4 separate regions of the Mus musculus genome follow, and regions 2, 3 and 4 are each linked to region 1. The links are chromatin contacts, called in public Hi-C and HiChIP or PLAC-seq maps. All regions are on one chromosome and are shown on one strand. Each heading gives the region's core, a stretch centred on a gene start, on an enhancer-like site or on the middle of the called end of the contact. The rest is flanking DNA. Distances are from core to core; before and after follow the strand shown. Region 1 holds the start of Chchd4 (coiled-coil-helix-coiled-coil-helix domain containing 4). Region 2 overlaps Slc41a3 (solute carrier family 41, member 3). Region 3 holds the start of Rbsn (rabenosyn, RAB effector). Region 4 has its middle 15 kb from the start of Nr2c2.

The links. A called contact is a pair of places that touch in the nucleus more often than the background predicts. HiChIP or PLAC-seq counts read pairs in DNA pulled down with a chosen protein or histone mark.
Region 2: a Hi-C map of erythroblasts shows a contact between it and region 1, with 3 times the contacts expected there. The contact joins the enhancer-like site here to the promoter of Chchd4 in region 1. A contact is called at or near these places in 2 of 484 Hi-C or Micro-C datasets (the G1E-ER4 cell line and erythroblasts) and 2 of 115 datasets of contacts at active chromatin or transcription factors (large pre-B cells and pancreatic cancer cells).
Region 3: an H3K4me3 HiChIP or PLAC-seq map of pro-B cells shows a contact between it and region 1, with 3 times the contacts expected there. The contact joins the promoter of Rbsn here to the promoter of Chchd4 in region 1. A contact is called at or near these places in 2 of 39 promoter capture datasets (cranial neural crest and pre-B cells), 8 of 484 Hi-C or Micro-C datasets (CD4 T cells, CD8 T cells, effector CD8 T cells and 4 more), 3 of 115 datasets of contacts at active chromatin or transcription factors (microglia, pancreatic cancer cells and pro-B cells) and 2 of 9 other capture datasets (adipose tissue and liver).
Region 4: an H3K27ac HiChIP or PLAC-seq map of embryonic stem cells shows a contact between it and region 1, with 6 times the contacts expected there. The contact joins the enhancer-like site here to the promoter of Chchd4 in region 1. A contact is called at or near these places in 6 of 39 promoter capture datasets (3T3-L1-derived adipocytes, embryonic stem cells, frontonasal cranial neural crest and 3 more), 1 of 15 datasets of contacts at CTCF or cohesin (embryonic stem cells), 1 of 484 Hi-C or Micro-C datasets (CD4 T cells), 7 of 115 datasets of contacts at active chromatin or transcription factors (astrocytes, bone marrow-derived macrophages, embryonic stem cells and 1 more) and 1 of 9 other capture datasets (embryonic stem cells).

The regions. Positions count from the first base shown.
Region 1 is chr6:91,472,099-91,474,853 of GRCm38.p6, reverse strand. Chchd4 (coiled-coil-helix-coiled-coil-helix domain containing 4) reads left to right here and starts at 1,431. Exons shown (of 3, transcript NM_133928.2): 1 at 1,431-1,538. The coding sequence starts at 1,517. Tmem43 (transmembrane protein 43) reads right to left here and starts at 1,147. Exons shown (of 12, transcript NM_028766.3): 1 at 956-1,147. The coding sequence starts at 967.
Region 2 is chr6:90,621,845-90,624,599 of GRCm38.p6, reverse strand. The region is part of intron 2 of Slc41a3 (solute carrier family 41, member 3); the gene reads right to left. Among named protein-coding and RNA genes, the nearest start is that of Slc41a3, 18 kb to the right of the region's middle. Within about 2 kb of position 1,344, at least 53 of the 459 cell types and tissues checked have an H3K27ac peak or open chromatin away from gene starts, as enhancers often do. A contact at or near this core is called in the G1E-ER4 cell line and erythroblasts, where this site is marked.
Region 3 is chr6:92,213,449-92,216,203 of GRCm38.p6, reverse strand. It overlaps Rbsn (rabenosyn, RAB effector), which reads left to right and starts at 1,334. Exons shown (of 12, transcript NM_030081.3): 1 at 1,334-1,493.
Region 4 is chr6:92,076,030-92,078,784 of GRCm38.p6, reverse strand. No RefSeq gene overlaps it. Among named protein-coding and RNA genes, the nearest start is that of Nr2c2, 15 kb to the left of the region's middle. Within about 2 kb of position 1,419, at least 5 of the 459 cell types and tissues checked have an H3K27ac peak or open chromatin away from gene starts, as enhancers often do. A contact at or near this core is called in embryonic stem cells, where this site is marked.

The sequences.
Region 1 (2,755 bases), core at 182-2,681:
ACGCTGATGAGATGGATCAGAAGGGGTCTGCCTGCTCTTGCCAGGCTGGCCTGCTGGTTGCCTTCTCCTCTGGCTCCAGTGCAGCATTCCTAACCTTTGGTTCTCTTCCCCTGCCAGGGCCAGACAATATGCCAAACAGATATTGCTTGCACAGTGGGTGAAACAAACTCCGGCCTCCCAGGAGGTGAAGTCTGCCGGACTGAGGAGGGGCCTGGGAAGAGGGTGTAACAGGCCCAAGGAGGGCTGTAGTGACACTCTACCAAGGAGGGAGTAAGGGTGTGCCTGGGGCTGGCAGTGCTCCTGAGATGGCTTCAGAGGCGCTTTCACCAGAGGCACTGGTGACTCACCGGCTTCTCCCACACCCAGTCCCCTAGTAGGTGGTGTTGCTCCGTTTGTTGAATGAATGTTAAGATTCACTAGGAAAATTCTTAAGGACTAGTTGCAGTAGGAAGAGGCCAGAGGTCTGGGTGAACTATCCTCAGCTAGGGGCTCTAACCAAATCAGTGCACCAGGAACCCGGCAGCAGAGAAAAGTCTCCCTCTCCACGTCATCCAGCCAGGCTAGTCCAGCTACAGTAGCATCACACAGCCTTTGAGTACACACCCCCTAGGGAGCGAAGACCAAAGAAGCATTTGCTGGACAGTTCCACCTGGGCAGGATCACCTCATCAGTCTGCTCACCAATAGACACTTTCCCCGTGGTCCTTCAGTTCCCCAAGTTCCCCAAGTTTCGTATCCCCAGGGGCCCAGAGAGAAACTAGGAGTGGAAGAAGCAGCCGTGCACGAGCGGACTCGACTAATTGCTGAGGCCCACAAACGCGCAGCCCGAGATGGAGAAGCTCAGAGAGCTGAGGGCAGCTGCACCCACTGGGGTAGCACCCCTGTAAGACCCAGCGCGGATCCAGGGAAAAAGCGGCCCGGATGATGGTGTCACCCGGGCATCAGGAAGCACTTACGTTCGCTGCCATGGTGGGCTTGGTTCGCTGCCGCCGTCTTGCTCTATTCCGCTAGGAATTGGGCTGACGACCGGAACGCAGAATACGGTGACCTCCTGTCTGCCACAGAGCTGCAAGACTTCTCGTGGAATCCAGGACCTGGCGGGACGCAGGACAAAAGTTACCGCCCTGCCTAAGCCTCAAGTTGTCTGCGCGTGCGCATCTTAAGGGCTGCTGGGAAATGTAGTCCGACGTCTGACACGTTCGCCACAAAATTACAAACCACTGTATTTCACTGGTGCGCGTGCGCGCTGCAAGATTTCTGGGAAATGTAGTATCGGTCTAGTTGGAGAGGCGCAAGGGCTGCTGGTCAGTGTAGTTTTCGACTGAGAAGCGGTTCTGGTGCTTAGGACGCGCGGAGGCAGGCGCGCGGCGGGCAGGCCTGGAGGGGGCGGGTCTGTGCGGGCCTCAGTGCCACCCGCCAGGCCTGAGAAGCGGCGAGGGAGGTCACGGCGAGAAGGTGTATCCGCTCCAGCCGCGCCCGCTGCCTCTGCGAGCTGCAGAGGACTGTCGGGAACAACCATGTCCTACTGCCGGCAGGAAGGTGAGTCGGGCGCTGCCATGGAGACCGGCCGGGACGGGCCTGCGAGAGACACGCGATCAAGTGGTCTCCACCGAGCGGCTGTGGGCCCTTTAGTGGGCCTCACGCGGCGGTTTCCAGACGAGAGAGGCAGAGGCTCCGTGAGGAACGAGGCCGGTCCAAGGTCAAGGTGAAGCCCGAACCCGGGCCTCGGAGGGCCTCACGTGGGCCTGGCCAGTGTGGAGCACGTTGTCTCTGGCTGGGAATCGGGGACTGTTAGGAATTAGACACCGTCGCTCCTAGCACTCCCCACGTGGTTCTATCCCGCCCAGGCTTTTTAGCTATCCCGAAAAATTACCGCTTGGGCTAGAGTGGGCGTGCTGAAGTGCATCTGGCAGGAGCATTTAGTGAGCGCCTTCTGTGTACTAGGCACGCTTTTAAACTTAACGTAGCCATTTTTATATGTCGGGTTCCCTTACTGTCCACGTCTTATCAAACGGAAAATTAAGACAGGTTACTCGATCCAGGAACCCACATCAGGTCACGAAACCGGGACCCGCTATGAAAGAGCTTCCTTTCTTCCGTCATTTCTAGCCACGTTGAGGACCACTCACTACCTGTTGTTACCTGTAAGCAGCAACCCAGAAGAATCCAGACCAATCTGTTGCTCTAAGGTCTCCCAGCACTGACTGGCTTCTTATGTCTGAGCTGCCAAACCCGCCAGGCCCTAGTTTCCACTCCTGTAAATTGAGAGATCAGGCGTCATTTACTCTGGTATTCACGAAGCACGTGCCCAAGGCAGGAAAGAGTTGGAGGGCTCTTGAGAATACAAAGCTACAGAGAGACTTGGTTCACCCAGAATTCTCAGCTCCTTTACTCTTAAGTCTAGAGAACATGAGGTACAAAGGAGGAAGTGATCCACCCAAGGCCATACATCCAGTTAGAAGGCCCCAGTCCGCTGTAGAACCCCCTCCTTCCCAGCATCATCATTGGTGCCTCTCCCGAGGACTGTTTCTGTTGGTTAGCACTTGGTGTTCCGCATACGAAAGTCCTTGACCCAGCACTGTTAGGCGGATTCCTAGGATGACTTTTGTTTCCTCCAACCTAGTTGGTAGGTTGATGACGAGTCTTTGAGTTAAGGAGGCTATGCAGATAAACATTTCTACCCCTCTTGATGGATTTACAGACCTCGGGTTTTTCAGGAAGGAGGATGGGTCCATCAGCTGCTAATGCAACATAGA
Region 2 (2,755 bases), core at 95-2,594, 850 kb after region 1:
AGATCTGCCTGTCCTCTGCCTCCTGAGTGCTGGGATTAAAGGCGTGTGCTGCCCATAACTGGCCTAAATCGTTTAAAGTGAAAAACTTAAAGTGTTTTAAGTAAACAGGACACTTTAAATATCATTAACCGAATCAGCAGCTGAGGCCTCCAGTGGGCCCCCTCCTGCCTCCTATCCTCAGAGGCCAGGAAAAAGGCAGGGCTAGACTGGAGGCCAGTAGTCTGGCCCAGCGCCGCCTGAAAATGTGCCAGTGTGCAGCAACAGCTTTGTAGACATTGGATCAAGTCACCAATTCAGTTATTTCTCCTAATTTGGGAGGCCTGGAGAAACTCTGCTAAACTAACTGGTAGGGGCACTTTGACAAGGGTATCCCAGGCTCCACCCGGAACCCTGCTGGACCCTGGGCTTTCCAGAACAGGAAAGTCCATTTGATGGAGACCCCGCATCTAACACACAAACAATAACACCGGAAAAGGCAGAGTAGCTAGGATGTGTTGAGAAATATGGGAAAGAGAGGAGGTGTTCGTGTGATGGACCCTCCCCACTTCCTCCCCCCACTGCCTGATAAACACCCCCAGATCTGATTTAAGTAGGGCCTCAACGGATTAAGATCTTCTTTTTTTTTTTCCCTTTTGGTTTTTTGAGATAGGGTTTCTCTGTGTAGCCCTGGCTGTCCTGGAACTCATTCTGTAGACCAGGCTGGCCTTGAACTCAGAAATCCGCCTGCCTCTGCCTCCCAAGTGCTAGGATTAAAGGCGTGTGCCACCACTGCCTGGCTACGGATTAAGACCTTAAGGTTGTGGGATTCTAGGTTCTAGGCCTAAAGACAAATTCCTTCTTTTCTGAAGGGGGTCCTGGGCTCGGTCCCCAATCTCCCCAGGAAAGAGTAGCTAGAGACACAAACACATGTCACCTCTGGGGAAAGCAGGAGTCACCCCCAGGCAGCAGTGCCTTGGAGGCATGACAGAGAAGGACTAGTCAGAGGCTCTATAAAAGTCTTATCTTATATATTTACCCACTGGGTAGGAACAAAATGTAGTCTTAACGTGCATTGCTTTTTTAGCACCGAGTCTGAACATTTTACCCTGTTCATAATGTTGATTCCCTCTCTAAAATGATCTCTTTGCGTTTGCCCACATTTATCCCTTTGCTTGGATCTTTCATAATATAGACATTAGCCCTTTAAGAAATGCATGCGATTTCCTGCTCTCAGATGAAGAACTCGGTTGGAAGCAGAGGCCCACCTGCAGGGGCCCTTCCTTATCAATCCAGCTACTGCCGCCCCATTCTCTGCAGCAGGGGCCTCAGGTCTGTGTGTAGCTGCCTATCAGCCCCGCGCACCCCTCGGGCACACACCACCCACACCACCATCACACACACTCTCCTACTCCTGACCAGGGCTGTCTGGCACACCCTGTCCTTTCCTAGCATGTCCTCTGCCCCAGCCCTCACCCACCACCCTCTGCCTCCCCCACAGCCTGGTGCACATTCTCCCGGCCACACACAAGGCCACACATCTAATAGCCCCACATCAGAACAAACTCTGTGTCTCTTCCTTCAACTCTCCTCTCTCTCAGCGCCAGGAACTCCTGACCAAGTTTCCGTTCTCCTCCTCCAGTCACAGCTCAGTGCTGTGCTGGCCATGGCAACAGCATTCTCTTCCTCAGGACCTGCTGTGTGTGAATGGGCTCTTGGATCACTCTCTGCTGCCCTCGCCCCTGGAGAACAGCTTGAGGTGGCCAGCCTCTGAACTTGTTCTCTGTCCTAGCCCCCTGCTCTAGCTCCCTGCTGGTCTCCCTAATGACTCCGCCATGGTCCCCAACCCCTTTCTTCTCCTGACCCAGTCACACTTCCAATTCTCCCTTCTATTTACACATCTCTCTTTCAAGGCTTGAGTTACTTCCAGCACCCAGCCCACCTTCCCCACAGTTGCATGCCTCAGGAGGGAGGAAGGGAGACTTGACTCCATGGTCCCAGACCCTTGCTGCTGATGCCACCTTGGGTTAGGGCTGAGCCAGTTCTGGCCATGAAACTGACTGACGGTGCTGGGGATGGACCCCGGTGCCTTGCCTGAGCTAGGGTAGTGCTCTATCCTGGGACTGCATCCACAGCCCTGGCCATGAGAGTTAAGCCATTGACCGAGCGTGTCAGGTGAGAAGAAGATGAACTGAGACAAGGTCAACAGAGACTAGCTAAAGTGTGTCCCCCCAAATTGACGGGACTGCAGCTGTAAAGACACAGTGTTTAGAGACACGGTCCTCAAAGAGGGGCTGAGCTAAGGGAGTCATAGGAGGATGATCCCTGATTCCCAATCCTACAAGACTGGTAGGGTATCTCACAAGCACAGATATGCAAAGAGAGGTGACCATGTGGGGAGCAGGGGGGAGGGGGGAAATGGCATTACTGGCTTAGGATGTCGACACTGCCAACACCTGGCATCTCAGACTTCTAACCCCTAGAGATAATGTCAACTTCTGTGGGATACACTGTCTGGCTTCAGGTGCTCTACAGCAGCCCTGGCAGACTGAGGCAGATGACAAAGGAGGCCTGACCCCTGCTGATGTCCTGACCACCCAGATCCAGAATGGCTCTTTCTCCAGGTTTCTTTTGTGTGTCCTTGATGTCACTTTGGTCTGACTGATGCTCTGAGCTCATTGATGTCCCTGGTATCCCTCCCACCTTATGGATGTAAGCTGACAATATTGGACCTCAACCATCCCCAGGCTCCTGTCTCCCCCTGGGCCTCTTCTCCTCT
Region 3 (2,755 bases), core at 85-2,584, 740 kb before region 1:
TTGTTGCATGGTACAGCTAGGTTCAGACATGACTGATCTGCCATACTGTCTTTTGTAAATTGCAGGGGCTATTCCTGGTTGTCAACTTGACTATATCTGGATGAACTACAATCCAGAATTGGGAGGCTCACCAGTGATCCTAATCTGGAGGCTGAGATAGAAGTTTCTGACCTGAATCTTGGCATGGAGATCTTGAGGCACAGTGGCTATGAATTCCAGAAGATTAAGACAGGAAGATCTCCAAGTCAAGGTTATCTGGGATTAAAGGTGTGGTGGCAGACACCTTTAATCTGGGCCACACCTTTTGCTGGAGACCTATATAAGGACATTGGAAGAAGGAAGATTGACACTCTCTTCTTCAACTGCTTGCCTTGTGGGACTGAGTGACTGCTAGATCCTTGGACTTCCATTCACAGCTGCTGCTGACCATTGTTGGGAATTGGACTACAGACTGTAAGTCATCCACCAATTCCCTTACTATATAGACTATAGAGTTCTGTGACTCTAGAGAACCCTGACTCATACATAAATGCCACTTATTTTGCAGAGATCTAGCTACCCTCATACTTTTTTATGCTTTTTTGAGATGGAGTTTCATGTATCCCAGTATGGCCTTGAACTTGCTATGTAATTGAAAATTAACTTAAATTTTTGGTCCTCCTGCCTCCATCCTTAGAGTATTGGTGTTACAGGCATGGGTGTGTGGTGGAAATTGAGTCCCAACCAGGATCAATTGAGCCAACTTCCAATCCCTGACACGACTCCTCAACGTCTCTACTTTCTTTGGCTCAATTTCCACGTCTTTCTGTCTCCTCAATGTGCTGAACATAACTTAGTCTCTCGCACTCAGAAACTTTTTTTTAACAACAACAACAAAAAAGTAAAAAAACAAAATTTTGTATGTGTGTTTTGCCTGCATGTCTGTGCACCACATGTGCAGTGCCCATGGACTCCAGAAGAGAGCATATAGGTAGCAGACAAGCAGTTTTTCAAACCTGGGTCCTTTGGAAGAACAACCGCTGTATTAAGGCATTTATGCAAAAATCTCAGAAACTTTTTAACGGTCTCTAAATAATGTTAGCGCTGCAGGCACATTATTTAAGAGCCAAAGTCTCAGTTTCCCCACCTATAGGGTGAGTGAAGGGCGAGTGTAGGGTTTCACATCGATGTGTTGCTAGGACCTGAGAGAACTTCGCAGTTTACCTCCTCCTACTGGGCCCGCCCCGTTGCGGCAGCGCCTGCGCAGCATCCTCTTCCAGGTTCAGTGCGCTCGAGGACTCGGCGCTCGACCGCCGCGTGTCAGTCTGTCTTCCGGTTTCTGCCCGGCGCGCCTGTCGAGCGCCGAGCCACTGATGGCGATGGCTGCCACTGGTCTCTGAGGAACCTCGTAGGCCGGCAGTCAGAACCCGAGGTGGAAAGGCAGGCTGCCGACTGCCTGTCGGAAGCCGCAGGGAGTGAGAAAGGGTGTCGCAGAGAGCGCGGCGGTGGCTGAGGTGGGTGTGACGTGTGGTTTGAGATGACGATGCGGTCGGGAGATGAGGCTTTGCGGGCCTCGGCGCCGCGCGGGTCTCTGCCCGCGCCGTGACGTGTTGCGTGATGTCCCGCAGAGTCGCGTCCCGCGGGTGCGCGTGGCCGTGCGGATCTCTACAGAGCCCCCCGGCTGGGTTTTTCAATCCAGTCTGGAGGCGAGAGTTTGCACAACTGGCCTTCTGGTTGCGGCATCAATTGCGGTGGTTTGTGGTGGCACCTAATTAAGTGACTTTATGTTAAGGTCCCCCACTTCATTCGCGGAACCCTATTATCCCGCTCTCCGAGTTCTCGTGGTGATGGCGAAAATCCCAGGCTCTCCTTCCCGGCTGCTGTCTTGTGTTAGTCACTTCACTTGTGTATAGGCTATGGCACCCCAGGCAGCTGCTGTGAAGGCATCCTGGAGGGAGCCTGCCTTGAGTAAGGGGCGTTTCTCCAGGGTGAGAACTGAGCTGCGATGTGTGGCCAGGGTGCACGGGGACGACTTCTGTTTGACTTTTTCTTCAGGATGAGTTGCAGGCGGGGAGGAGGCAGCTGTCACACCCAGAGGATCCTGTCAGCCACTGGCTGGGGAGAGAACCGGTCGGACCTGAGGCTGGCTGTTTAAGTGATGCCTCAGATGCTTTCCGGGATGGGTCTGCATGTGTGTAGTCTCTCGATTTATTTATTTAATCTCAAGACAAGGGTCTCACTATGTATCTATGTCTGGCCTGGAACTTGACATGTAAACCAGGCTGGCCTCAAACTCACAGGTATCTGTCTGCTTCTGCCTCCCACGCCTGTCAAATTTCTTAATTAAAGGAAATAACAGGCACCTAGCGTCCTGTTTAATTTATTTTCTGAGTTGCTGTCACCCTTCACCTTTGAGGACCAGATGGTACCCTCCTCTGTGCCCTCTGCAGCACACCACAATTCTAGCTACACAAACTCCCACTCTGTGCTGTGATATGTGGCCTCTAAAGTCTTGGAAACAGATTTCTTTGCTTCTGTGAAATGATTTTATCCTTGTTCTCAATGGTTAGGAGTCTTTCAGGGTCACATCAACAGTGACTTTGCTGTAGTCCAATAAGACAGAAAATGTAAGTTATTAAGCCCTGAAATGTTTAAGTATCAGATTTTTCTGTTGAAGGGCAGAGAACATCAGACCTGCTGCCCCACTGTTCTAATTTATAAAATCTAGTAAACACATCAACTCACTGTAAATGCAAAATATAATTTTCACTAATTT
Region 4 (2,755 bases), core at 170-2,669, 600 kb before region 1:
TGATGACTGACAGTTGTTTGATTAGGGACTATCAAAGTGTTCCTATGAGACACTCAAGCAAGGATCCAATTAATTGACCTCTACCTAGTTTATCACAGATTGTCCCCAAATACATGGCAAGGCATGGCCCTTGCATGCTACTAATCCAGACTAGTGATCTTCCAGAAAATGTGGTCCATAGGATAAACACTGACAGTAACACTTTAAGAACCATCTTCCTCCAGCCCCTCTTATACTGGTATTAGTTACTTTTCCATTCCTATAACAAAACACCTGGGTTATTAACTTATAAAGTAAAAAGGTTTAACTCACAGTTCTGGAGGACGTTCTTGTCTGAGATCAGGAGAACTTGTTTTGGGCCTCTGGGGAGAGGACACTAGATAGCAATGACAGGAGCCCACAGAGAGCAAACTGCTCAGGGTCAGGAGTATGAGAACAACCTCCCCTCCAAGGGCCTCCTACTTGACCCCACCTCCTAAAGGTTCATCACACTGCACCAGTAGCAGCACACTGCAAACCACAAGCATGTGGCCCTTTGGAGACATTCACCCACCCAAGTCATCCCTGGACCCATGCCACTCCTAGTAGTCCCTCCTCAGTGACTAGTCCAGGAGCCATAGGAGTGAAGGGAGCTTGGTGAGGGCTACTGAGCACATGCTGGCTCTTAAAAGCCATCCTGGCCTTCCTTGGTGGCAATAGACAATGCCTGTAGTCCCAGCTGCAGAGGCAGTCAGTGGTCAGCCAGTCTCTGGGAACCACCTCTGACACTGCACAGCAAGTCACAAAAGCCAAAGGACTTGTTTCCCGTCCTTTGGGACTTGCTATTGTCACGCTAGTTTGCCACCTGCTTAAGCCAATGTGAGACTTGTGCAGAGAGCAGCCACCTGAGTGGACACACCTGCCCCCGACTCCCACCCCCACCGACAGTGAGAATGAATTCAGAAGCCAGAGAGTGCAGGCTGAATCAGTTAACAACATGCTAACTGGTGAAAGCCAGCCCATTGCTGGCCCTACTTCACTTCAGAAAGCAACTTGGGTTGCAGGCCCAGCCTTGGTGGCCACAGGGCCACACTGAGGCCTCTCTGCTTAGTGACCAGATCAGTGAGAAGCTGGATAAAGGATACAGGGTAAGCAGTCATGCCTTGGCCTGCGTGGCCATGATTCCAGATGAGCCAGCAAGCCAGCATCACTCTCCTCCCATTCCCCCTCCCACCACCACCACACACACACACATACCAGGCAGAGTTTGTCTCTGAAGGTTCAGCATCACCAGAAAGACTCAGTGCTTACTCCTGACATGTCAGAATGCTTGTAGAACTGGCCTACACCCCACCCAGCGCTGCTGTTCCCCTTGTGCATTAATGACAGGCATAGACTCCTTCCCATCTCTTCAGACAAACAGCCTAAAGCAATTGCAGTATGCAGGAATCCATGAATGCACTGCCCTCCGCACCCCACCACCAAGCAAGGCCACCCAGGGAGCAGGCAAGGCTGTGCCTGAAAGGTTCTTTAAGGCACTGAAGATGCAGGGAGAGGGATCTGATGGACAGGGCTGCCAGCCTCACTACCACCAACTGTCCTGTCACTGTCCTGAGAAGGAAGTTCTTCCTGTAATTGTATTGGCCACTATGAATGGCCAGGGAGAGATAAGCCTGAAACCAGTTCTCAGAGAACTATAGAAAGAAGAAGAGGTGACAAAGGTCCAAAACAGGCAGGGCCTGGCCTGGTCACATTGCAGCTGGGGACTGCCTTGGTGACTCTGTCTGCTATGTTTTATGGATAATCCAGGCATTTCTATCAAGGTAAATATTCCCACAGAATAAAAACCCTACTTGAGTATCAGATCCAGGATGTTATAGGGTAGAAAACACAAAACATCCTGACCCAGGATGTGGGCCGGCCTCAGAGTCCTGGCTCCACATGTGTGAGGCCCTGGATTCCAGAGCAAGCCCTCAAAAATTTTTTTAATTAAAAAAATAAGCAGAATAAAAGAACAGAGGTCCTTGGGTAACCTTGGGATGTACTGTCTGTCACTCTAAAGAGCTGCAAAGTGACACTGGGCAATGCTACAAGGCATATCAGGGATGCTCCCACTGCCTAGACAGCAGCCCAAATGCCCCAATGGCAGCAGCACTGGCTACACATACTGTGCTGTTCCTGTGCACACATGGGTACTCTTGATAATGTGCAATGCACCAATTAGATCCATGGGAAGTTACTAACTAAGTAGGTGTAATGGCTATTCCCGGTTGTCAACTTGACTATATCTGGAATGAACTACAATCCAGAATTGGAAGGCTCACCAGTGATCCAGACCTTGGGGCTGGAAGATACAAGTTTCTGAACTGGATCTTAGCATGGAGATCTTGAGGCATAGTGGCTATGAATCCCAGGAGACTAAGACCAGGAGATCTCTGAGTTCAAGGTCAGCCTGGGACAAAAACAAGTCCCAGATCCAGGCGTGGTGGTACACACCTTTAATTTGGGCCACACCTTCTTCTGGAGACCTACATAAGGATTTCGGAAGAAGGAAGATTTGCTCTTCTTCGCCTGCTTGCATTTACTTGCCAGCACATCTGTTGGATCTACTACTAGCCTTGTGGGGCTGAGCAACTCGATCCCTGGACTTCCCATTCACAGCTGACCACTATTGGGGAGTTGGACTACAGACTGAAAGTCATCATAACAAATTTACTTACTGTAAAGAGACTATCCATAAGTTCTGTGACTCTAGAGAAGCTTAACTAATGCAGTA